2 separate regions of the Gossypium hirsutum genome follow, and region 1 is linked to region 2. The links are chromatin contacts, called in public Hi-C maps. All regions are on one chromosome and are shown on one strand. The core of a region is the stretch at or near the end of the contact, and the rest is flanking DNA. Distances in the headings are between cores, read along the strand shown.

Evidence for each region. Hi-C and Micro-C count contacts between places; a contact is called where the count stands out from the background.
Region 1: a Hi-C map of leaf shows a contact between it and region 2, with 2.1 times the contacts expected there. The contact joins the enhancer-like site here to the promoter of LOC107898302 in region 2. A contact is called at or near these places in 4 of 34 Hi-C or Micro-C datasets (all in leaf).

Annotation. Positions count from the first base shown.
Region 1 is chrD04:24,026,184-24,028,955 of Gossypium_hirsutum_v2.1, reverse strand. No RefSeq gene overlaps it. Among protein-coding and RNA genes, the nearest start is that of LOC121216445, 32 kb to the right of the region's middle. Within about 2 kb of position 1,310, at least 3 of the 9 cell types and tissues checked have an H3K27ac peak or open chromatin away from gene starts, as enhancers often do. A contact at or near this core is called in leaf, where this site is marked.
Region 2 is chrD04:23,950,961-23,953,698 of Gossypium_hirsutum_v2.1, reverse strand. LOC107898302 reads left to right here and starts at 1,446. Exons shown (of 4, transcript XM_041091276.1): 1 at 1,446-2,134; 2 at 2,252-2,314.

The DNA of each region.
Region 1 (2,772 bases), core at 61-2,560, 75 kb before region 2:
CGTGCAGTCAATATAACATATTCAGTAAATTTGGGTTATTCAAATATGGATGTAAAATAAAATAGTCCATCCATTTATTGCCCACATTTACTACTATCAGATATGATTCTCTAACTCGGGTCTTATTCATATGGCAAAGCTCCAACCCATCTTCTCACCTAAATCTTCCCGCTGAGTTAATTAGTAATGTTACATAATATATAGGTAGCCGTCGTCTTCCTCTTGATCTGCCATTGTTTGGGCTCTGAATTTTCTCATCTTCTTCTGTTACTCTCTTCCTGTGTAGTTGCACTAGCTTAGTATAAACCATGCACTTAACTAATACTCTTTATCGAACTAGAAGCAGCAAAGGCAAATGTACATATCAAAATTTTTAAGTCTTTATCGGTTAAGCCCTTAGAAACTGCACCCTGATGCTCCATCACTTAATGCATTTTGATTGCTTTAATTCTAGAAAAAGCTGCAAATTTTATACTAAGCTATATATATCATATTATGTTCCAAATTTTATACTAAACGATTTTAAAGAACCGCTGGGCCTTGCTCTCCCTTTCCTTCCCATTCAGAATATTTGTTATCCGGTCGATTTACTTTTACAGTAACCTATATATATCATATTATGTTCCAAAAGCTTCCCATTTCTCTTTTTCTTAATCTTTTTCCTTAACAGCTGCTTCATGGCTTCCATATATCAGATTACGCCTCCATCTCCAGTTGGATAATTTTTGAATAATGATGTTTGATATTGTGAAGAACCACTTGCTCCTCTTACTCTCTCAGTTTAAAATTATCTGCTTCTGAGATGTTTTGGCTGCATTATCATCTCTAGCTAACATCTATTTATCATCCCACAACCAAGCTGTTGGCTTTGGTAAGATGCACATCAAAGGGGGAGCTATAAAGGTATCCGCAATACCTAATTTTGCATTCGAATATCCAATAAACTGGACCAGGGAAAAGATTGCACCAATGGCAGAGATGATAATGGGTTGCACATTATGCTAAAATGAAAATAAAACAGAAAATTGACGGGGACCATCAACACGTGCTAATGTGCACCGCCTAAGCATGAAGCCAAATTTCGAGTTAAATGAAGAAAGGGAAACCCAAAACCAAAAGAATCTTATCAAATAAAAATATGTGTATATAGAAATCTATCCTTTCTAGAGTTGCTAGGGTAAATATAAACTGGTATAGTGAGATTACTTACCACTTAATTTCATTTCTTTTTCTTTTTACCTTTCTTATGAATTCCAAGTCCTTGAAACAAAAATCAACCAAAAAGACTTGGTCTACTGCATTATTGGTATATGCTAAAAAGCGCGCCTTTTACACCCCACTGGAGGCCCTGCAGTTCTTAGCCTCATACCTCATAATTAAAGAAACTTTCCTGTCGTTTTCCTTTCCCCATTGTTTAAAGACTTGAAAAGAAGACTGGAATTCAAAAAAAAAAAACCATAATTAATGTACCCAACCACAATATTACCTTAGCCAATAATAAAGATTTAAGATCAAAGTAGCTGAAGATTTACGGCAGTGATTTTAGAGAGAAATGGGTACGAAAATACAAAATTTTACAGTTCTTTGACAGATTATTTTTTGCTAGACTTTTCAAGATTTGATGAGGAAGGAACAGTAAGAAACGTAGAAGGCGACGGATGGTGCGAGGGATGGAAAAGGTGAAGCACATGTGGCTGAGCTTGTAGTTGCAGTTGCACTGATCAATGGCCATTGGCCAAAGGCACAAAAGGATACGTAATAACTGGCAACCGACGCAGCCAGTTCAAAGAAGTTTTGTCCCAAGTGGATTGGTTTGTTTTGTAGTAAAACGAAGAAAATACTATCTTTAGAATTTAGATCCTTTGCAGTCCACCTAAGCAAACAGCATAGTAGGCTTTAATCTCATGGGTATGCGGTTACGGGCTCATTTCATTATTGGTTTAATCTATTTTTCTATTTTCCTTGTTATGAAAATTAGAATTACTAACAGGTTTTTTTAACGTTGAGTTATAGTAAATTAAGCTGCAATTAAATCAACAAATAAAAGTGAAAGGTAATAGAAATGCAATAAAATTGATTATATAGTTTAGAATTCTTTCTTACGGGACATTATGTAAAGAGTAATTTACTATAAATCAATAGTATAAGTAGTGATTTAAGTTTATTTTACTCCTATACATTTAACTAAAATCATATTTTCATTAAATCTTTTCCCTTCAAAGTTTAATTACAAATTGAACATGAAAATTATTTGTTTACAACCAAAATGCACTTTAACTCGTTTTTTTAAATGAACATAATAGTGATCTCTAATTCATACATCAAACTGATAATCAATTCAATGTGAACATTAAGATCCAATCATAAACCCATGAGCGTAATAAGCTTAGTTTTCTATAAGGTTGAATAACTCAATCCAAGTCCAAACTGTTGAAAGACCAACTTATATGTGTTGGTTCAACATTTGGTTCCAAAAGACTTTCAAGAAAGAGAATTTGAAGATCCAAATAGTCAAGAGTTCATTTCATGTTACATGGGGTCTAATGACACAAACCTAAGACATAAAACTAGATGAAAGGTTTTAATAAGCTTGTAAGAGACCAAGTTATGAAGAGAGAAGCCCAAACACACACCTAATAAAGATCGATTTATTTAGTTCAGTAGAGTTTTGCTAGTTTTCATTTAGGCCTTATTTGTTGTTAGGCCCAACATAATTTATCTTGAGTTTATTTTTAGCGTCATTTAATGTTTAAATTATTATAAATTCGGTCC
Region 2 (2,738 bases), core at 197-2,696:
GCCGGTGAGAAAATATATTTTTTGCTTATTGAAATAATTGAAAAATATATATTTCATTAGTTTTTTTCTAACATGTGGGTCTAAAGTATTGGGTAATTTCTTTTGGAATTTTTCTTTTTAACTTTTTTAAAAATGTCATTCATATCTTTATTAGAGTTTAACTTTAACTAGAATGATCCTAAAAAAGTCAGATTTAGGCACCTAATACACACTACATCATTTTTTTAGATTGCATGAATAACAAAGTATATTAAGAAACATCAAATTCACTCTTATTATTATTTTTAACACTGAATTTAATCTATTTTTTTTATAAAATTCTAAAATCCTAGACCCCTTTAGACCTTATTCTACTTTAATACTTTCCTTAAAATTCTAAATTTTAACGCAGCTTACTATAAATCATAAATCTAGTTGAAGAAAGCATAAACCTTGTATTATTATTATTATTTTTAATTTTATTTAATTAGTCAAAACTAATTAGGGTTAAATATTATTAAGGATAATTAATTTAGTGTTAGAAAGTGTATCATATTAATTAGAATTCTTTAAAAAAATATTATTAAGGGGAATTGTTATCTCTAACTTCACTCATTAAAGATTATTTTCATTTAATAAGATGGGATTAATATTTTTTTTATGTGAAATATAAATATTTTATTAAAATAATATTTTAATTGATATCATGTTTATTTAGTAAATTATAATTAATGGGCTTACTTATATGAAATAGTTATAATTTTACTTAAAAAATTTAGGCAATATGTTTTTATAAAAGAACTAATTTAATAAAAATATATATATACTTCATAATTATGTTTGTTGTTGTTATAAGTGAAATTTGTTATAAAGGGTTAAAATAAAGGGAATAAGTTATATTAGGATCATCCTAGAAAGTATAGTTTTTAGGCACCAATAAATTAATAGTTTCATGTCATTAAATTTTAAAGATAACAAATTATTATACAGTTGTTTATATCTACTATCTTCTTCAATTTAATTTCACTTTAATTAATTTACTTAAAATAATTAATTTTTTAAAATTATAAACAATCATTTTTTCTTTTTCTTTCTTTTTTTTACAATTTTAATCATTTTTTTCCAAAAGTTAATATTTTTTATTTTTGTGCAATCAATTTTTTTTAAAAAAATTAATTTCTAGACAATGGATTGTTTTCCATTTAAAATTGTTTTATATTTCATGTTATACATTTTTTAAAAGTAAAAATTATATTGCATTGAATATTTAGTGATAAGAATTGTGTAGATTTTTTTTCTAAAAAAATACTAGACTGGGCCTTTAATAACATAAAAAAACCAAATACATAGTCCAAAATCAAACTAAAAAACAAAAAAGGCCAGGCCGAATAGAAATAAAACCGGCCAAACCCATAAAACTCAATTAAAATACCCTAAAAAACTACCAACCAATAAACCAGAAAAATTAAAAGAAACAAACAAAACCCAATCAGATATAGCTTGCAACCACCCAAAAAATAAATGCCCTTATCCCTTGCTTTTTGTAGGTTGCAATCTCCTAAGGCAGGTTTCCAAAATAACATTTTCATTTCTCCTGCCTGTTCCTTTCCCTAACCGAGTTTCACAGAGGTCAAAACTTCAATCTGGTGCCCTTGGTCTTCTCCGATCCAACGCTTCCTTGACGAACCCTGAAACATCTCTTTCATGGTAAATTTCCTCTCCCTTCTTCATACTTTCCGTTGAAATCATATGTTTGAGATGATTTGCTATTTTGGGAACATATTAAAAATCTATTATGAGAAAAAAACCTTTTGCACTACCGAATATCTCTAACGATTGCTCCAATCACTGGTTTGTCTGCTGTGTTTAACTTGGATTTCTTTATCGTTGTCATCGAGTCACCCTCAACTGTCACCGATTCGAACCCAACTGAGCCCCCAATAATATGCCTTTAAAACATGCAAGGGCCTCCATAGCGAACTCCGTCAAAAAAGACTCATGAAAAGTTGTTTTCAAGGTCAATATCTCCCCTGAGGCATTTCTAACCACCACCCCTGATGCTGATTTAGCATTACTACCGTCAAAGGCTGCGTCAAAATTTATCTTCACAATGGCTCCAAGCTAGGGAATCCAATTTACATGGACTTAATGCTTGGTATGTTCCTTTTCCTTCATCTCGCCCAACCCCTTCATATAATCCAATACCCAATCTGCAATTTCCTTCCCCAACGATTTTTTCTCCTTATGCACTAATTTGTTTCTGTTTATCCAGATTGCCCACACTCCACAACAAAACAGTCTACGTTGTTCACTGGCATTATTACTAAAAACTCAGGTTAGCCACTCCCAACTATTCCGTACTAAATTTGAAGAAACCCATAACAGGTCAAAATTAACCTAGGTCTCAGTTGATGTAGGGCACTCCCTAAGAATGTGGTCAGTGCTCTTTGCAACTCCATGACAGTTAGGACATAGCTCTTCAACAGGAATTTGTCTCAGCCTTAGATTAACGAAAGTGGAAACAAAATTCCAAGAAAATTTCCACATTGTAATTTTAATCTTGGAGGGAAGATGTAGTGCCAATAACTTTTTATAAAAATCTATAATATTGGTCTCTATTTGAGCATTATTAGGAAAGAAAGTACCTTTTTGTTATAGTTTATAGCCACTTCTGACTGAGAACTCCCCCAAGGGCTTACCACTCCAAACCCTCAAGTTTTCGTGGGCTTTCTTAGATAAGGGAAAATGCAAGATTTTCG